Linked DNA regions of Mus musculus: region 2 is linked to region 1. The links are chromatin contacts, called in public Hi-C maps. All regions are on one chromosome and are shown on one strand. Each heading gives the region's core, a stretch centred on a gene start, on an enhancer-like site or on the middle of the called end of the contact. The rest is flanking DNA. Distances are from core to core; before and after follow the strand shown. Region 1 has its middle 53 kb from the start of Gm34145. Region 2 has its middle 38 kb from the start of Gm34468.

Region 1 (2,735 bases), core at 146-2,645:
AGTCTGTGGCTGGCTGGCCCTGAGAGGTGAAGATAGCATTATCCAGTCATGCCTGATCTCTGCGTTTCTCCGGCTTCATTGAGGACCAAGGAGAATGAAAAGTGAACCCAGCAATTTTGGTACTACAAGAGTCTGTGGCAGACGCATAGCCACGAGCCTCCTCGGGGAACCAGAGAGAAAGGGGTAGAGGGATTAGGGAGGAGAATCTAATCACCCTCAACCTTAGGGCCCTCACCTGCTGAGTCATCTTTTTTCATCTGATAACTCTCAGACCAAAGATGGGAGAGGCATGTGACTGAGTAGAGTCAGCATCCTAGAGCTGCTGCTGTTAGGGGCAGAGCTAGTGCCTTGGTCTTTCTGGCCAGGGAACATTGTGGCTGGCAGAGTGTGAACATTTCTTCAATTGGAAAACAGAATTTGAACAACAAAGAGTCTCTCTCTCTCTCTCTCTCTCTCTCTCTCTCATGCCTCAGGCAAGCTCTGTCCTCTGGCTCTTTTGTCCTGAGCAGAAACACATCTCCCGCTCTTGCCTCTGCTCAGTCTGGCACCCAGCTCAGGGCAGGCACACACCACTGCCAGCCCCAACTAGCCACTGGGACCTCATAGCCTCAGATGCAAGCAGAAGTAGCCAAAGGATTGACAGGAGACTGAAGCAGTAAAGGCACACACATATCCGGGGGCAGGGTGGGCTGGTCCCAGATTATAAGCCCTGGTGGGTAGGGACAGGATCACAGGACCATGGTGCAGGGTGGGGGAGGGGTTGGTATTCAGGGGGAGGTGTGCACGGTGAAAGAGGTGAGTTAATGTGGGAAAGACTAGCCGGGAAGGGGTGAGGTACACTAGGCAAGGCGCGAAGGGTAGATACCTTGGGTCAGCAGGGGTTGGGCGCCACAGTCCGACCGAGGAAGTCGGGGCTGTGTGTGGACAGAAGTCAATCAGGACATATGTGTTCTTGCCAAGTAACAAACTGTCCCAAGTTTCAGTGTCCTGTGGAGGAAAGGAGTGTTCCTGGTGGGTGCTTTCCATCCATGGTCACATGGCTAGGATGTCACTTCTTGCCATCTTCCCATGGTAGAAAGACAAATGTTAAAAAAAAAAAAAAACGGGGGGGGGGGCATCCTGAGCCCTAGGGCTGTACATCACCATCTCCTCTAACATTTTGCAGGACTAAAGTTCAACCAAGCCAGTTATCAATGGAGACACGCTCTCCTCCCTAGGCGGAGAGCAGGCACATGAGCAGCACCAGTCTTTGGATGTAGTGTCATCATCTGCTGTTTGCTCAGGCCGTGTTCAGATTTGCTTAGAGAAGGCGGCTGGCTATACTAGTTACCTTTCTTCTGCTGTGACAAAATACCAGGGAGAAGCAGGTATTAAAGACAGAAGGTGTGGTGGTTTGAATAGGTATGGCCCCCATAGACTCATTTTTTTAAATGCTTGGCCCATAAGGAATAGCACTATTAGGAGGTGTGGCCTTGTTGGAGGAGGTGTGGCCTTGTTGGAGGAGGTGTGACCTTGTTAGAGGAAGTACATCGCAGTCTCTATGCTCAAGCTCCGCCCAATGTGGAAAGATTCTTGGCTTCCTTCTGATCAAGATGATGTAGAACCCTTGGCTCCTCCAGCACTGTCTGCCTGCATGACGCCATGCTTCCCGCCATGATGCTAATGGACTGAACCCCCAAAACTGTAAGCCAGCCCCAATTAAATGTTGCCCATGATAAGAGTTGCCTTGGTCATGGTGTTTCTTCACAGTAATGGAAACTGTGACAAAGACAGAAGGGTTTGTTTTTGACTCACCAGGATGAAGACTGGCTCCTGCGGATACCTGCTGGGCATCAGCTGTCTCCCATCTGCTGTGTCTCCATGGGGCCTGGGATACACAGTGCCTCATTGGCTATGTGAGAATCTGGGAGGCTGATGACTGTAAGTGTCAGTGAGGTTGTCCTGGGTCCTCAGTAGCCAGCTCAAAGTCTAGTGTAGCAAAGTCCTCGGGAAGGTGACAGGGGAGTAAGTGGGACAATTCACACACTGTGAGCTATGTGAGAAGGGTCCCAGGGGAATGCAGGAGAGCATAGCTGCAGGCAAGGAGAGAAACATGAGGACTTACCCACTGACAACCAGGGAGCACAGGTTGGGAGCCTCTGGCCCCATCGTGGATTCCCTGTTATGGCAAACACAAGCAAGGCAAAGATGCATTCAGTTAAAATGGGGTCTGGGCTTGCAAACCTCACACAGACTTCCCAACAATGGCTAGGAGCTGTTCTGGGCTCATCTGTCCTATGTTTGGTGAAAAGTGACATGATTTGTATTGAAAATGACGCTAGAAATAATGTGGTCAAATGCTACTAGGGAAGCTGCACATGGAGGCACACACCTTTGATTCTAGGCGGAGGCAGGTGGGGCTCTGTGAGTTCAAAGCCAGTGTGGTCTACATAGCAAGTTTTAGGCCATGCAGGGTACATAGTGAGACCCTGTCTCAAAACAGAGAGAGAGAGACAGAGACAAAGAGAGACAGAGACAGAGACAGAGAGACAGAGAGAGACAGAGAGAGAGACAGAGACAGACAGAGTGACAGAGACAGACAGAGAGACAGAGAAAGAGACAGGGAAACAGGGAGAGAGGTAGGCAGACAGACACAGAGTCATACATATATATTTTTATTTGTTTTGTATATATGTATATAATTTGTTACATATATAACATTTGTTATACATGTATAATATTTGTATATATATAAA
Region 2 (2,735 bases), core at 167-2,666, 94 kb after region 1:
CTCTGTCACATGGTCCACATCTCTTCACTGAACAGGAGTCCTACCTGATCAAAGCTCCAATTATAGTCCTGGGACACACACTACTGAACTACACTGGAGTGAGCCTTGGGGGCTATTTAGATCATGGGCAATCCTTCATTTCCACTCCAATCTCATGCTGATATTACTGGGGTTCTACCCATCTTGTTCCTTCTGCACTGGGAAGAACCCATCCCCCAACCCCTGCCAGCTGCCTGGGTCTTGAGTTATGACACTTTTAATTAAATTACTTTGCCAGAGGCTCTTCACTCAAAAAGCAATCGTTCTAATTGCTCATTTTGAGATCTGATCTGTTACTTCCTTGACAGAGAGGCCTGTGGCTATGACGTTGGCAGAAATTAAATGTCTACATCTATATATCCTATCTGTACCCACAGGTGCATGCACACGTGCGCGTGCGCACGCGTGCACACACACACACAGAGAGAGAGAAAGTTTAAAGGGACTTTTCCTATCTACCTGCCACAAACCTCCAAGAAACCACACCTCTCTGGCTGTGAGCAGTCTCTCGTTCTTCCATAGGAAGCTGCCATGAGACATCTCAACACTGTGCTGCACAGCTTCTGGAGGGGAAAGACCCACCCCAAACTCATGGAGCAGTCCTCTATAGAGATTGTGATCCCTGCAGCGTGGACACCTCTCTACCTACCCTTGTGTGTGTTCCTCAAGGTTCTTTGAGAAGGACCCAGACCGTGAGGCTGGTTCCAGGTATACCCTGACCTAGGGTAGGAAGCAGTTCGGCAGCCAGAACTAGGACCGTACCAATTTCACCTGTGCAAATCTTGTCTCTGCAGTGACATGCTGTGTCACTTTGGCATGTGCCAAATCCCTCTGGGCCACAGTTTTCCTATCTGCGTGCTAGGCAGTTGATCCCACAGTGAGACCAGCAGGCTGCAGTGTGCTGTAAGGAGCTGTAAGCATGCCCGTGCCATCTGTCCAGCACGCAGGCCTGCCCTCATCCCCACTGTCTCTGTCCAGGTCTTTGCCAGCATGTGACCAGGCTGACCTCACTGTGAGTGGAAGAGTGGATGCAGCTGCACTGTGGCTTCCATGGGCCTGAGGTCCGTGAGCGCTTTCGTGAGTTCTTCCTCCATAAAACAGTTCTCAAATGACAGCTTGTGGCTGGTGAGAACAGGAATCAATCAATGTTATATTTTTTAGAATGCTTCCTTTGGCCCAAGAGCTCATTTTTCTTCCAATTTGAAGAGAAACTAAAACGCTTTAGTCATCCCCAAGTCTTCAGTCAGCCTGGACACACTCCAGGAAGATCTGCATCCAGCTGGCACCTGCCTGCTAAGACTCTTTCCTGCGGCTTCGAAAAGAAACCCAGAACAGATTGCAACCGGACACTTAGGTCATGTGGCCGTCACTTTAGCCAATGCCAGGAACGTGGGCTGGAATATGCTGATTAGTGGGCGTGGTTTGCTCTTCCCTTGATGGTTGTAGCCCTATTCCTTTCCTAGAATCAAGTGCCCTGAGCAAGGGCACCCCAGCCCCAAGCAAAAAAACAAAGCTTGCAGACAGCAGGTGAATGCCAGACAAGGCAGCTAGAGACCACAGGACGTGATTGGGATCCACAGCCCAGGGACTCTTTTTGATGGCTTGCAAAGCTAACTCTCTAGGGATGGGGCAAAGTCCAGGCTGACACACAGACATCCGCATCTCAGTGTGGGGTTGTCCCCAGCAGTGCCTACAGCCTCAGCAGGGACTATTGTGGTCCACCCCAGAGCAAGAATCTACTCCACAGTGGTGCTGTGTCTTCAGGGCATGTGGACACTGGGTCCCTTTGGTTCTGGGAGAAGGAGGAGGAGGAGGAGGAGGAGGAGGAGGAGGAGGAGGAGGAGGAGGAGGAGGAGGAGGAGGAGGAGGAGGAAATAGAAACAGAGACAGAGGCTTTGTGCTATGGGCTGGACCTCTCCTTCCTGGCTACAGCTAGAGCCTGAACCCTCTCTGGGAGAGAGATGATTGGACTTCCAGATGGAAGAGCCCCCAAGAGGGCATCCCTACTTGCTACTGGGCAGTGCCCTTGTGTGATTGAACACTGCAGGCTTAACTCAGCAATGGAGCCTCTATGAGCACCCAGTAGCTGCTTCTGAGCGCACATAGGCATGTCCTTGGTGCTTGGAGTGGTACACACACAGCTCTTGGGATGCTTATGAGACATCATCCCAGATTCCAGAAACCATATCCAGGTGTCCCCAGAGCTCTGAGCATGTGAGAGCATGTATGGACACACACTCACTCTTCACACACACACAATGCTGTGCACACACTCAGTTTCCCTAGCTATGCGACACACCACATAGTTTGCTTTCTTAGGCTAATACATGACTTCACTTGAGTCTTCTCTCTCAGAGGGAGGGACGGAGGGACGGATGGATGTCAGAGCTCATAAGTCCCTTCCCACCTGCCCTGGATAGAAGAGACCAGTGGTCAGTGGAGAGAAGGAGGTCATAGTTGTACTGTCAGGGGCAGAGGAAGATGGTCTAAACATGAAAGGCCTTCAGAGAGCCATACAAGGCTGCCTTGTATAGGGAGTAGCCCCTCCCAAGCTGGGGTTTCCACACAAGATGGTATACGGATAAAGGTCAACCAGCTGCAATATGTGGCTTTGGGGTGGGGGTGGGGGTGTCACACAGGTCTTTTTCTAGCTTCACCCACAAACGGGAAGGGGGGCAGACACCAGGCTACAATGT

The links. Hi-C and Micro-C count contacts between places; a contact is called where the count stands out from the background.
Region 2: a contact with region 1 is called in a Hi-C map of the N1E-115 cell line, with 2.3 times the contacts expected there. The contact joins two enhancer-like sites. A contact is called at or near these places in 2 of 484 Hi-C or Micro-C datasets (the N1E-115 cell line and nephron progenitors) and 1 of 9 other capture datasets (embryonic stem cells).

What each region holds. Positions count from the first base shown.
Region 1 is chr5:129,359,861-129,362,595 of GRCm38.p6, forward strand. No RefSeq gene overlaps it. Among named protein-coding and RNA genes, the nearest start is that of Gm34145, 53 kb to the left of the region's middle. Within about 2 kb of position 1,396, at least 2 of the 459 cell types and tissues checked have an H3K27ac peak or open chromatin away from gene starts, as enhancers often do. A contact at or near this core is called in the N1E-115 cell line, where this site is marked.
Region 2 is chr5:129,453,990-129,456,724 of GRCm38.p6, forward strand. No RefSeq gene overlaps it. Among named protein-coding and RNA genes, the nearest start is that of Gm34468, 38 kb to the right of the region's middle. Within about 2 kb of position 1,417, at least 160 of the 459 cell types and tissues checked have an H3K27ac peak or open chromatin away from gene starts, as enhancers often do. A contact at or near this core is called in the N1E-115 cell line, where this site is marked.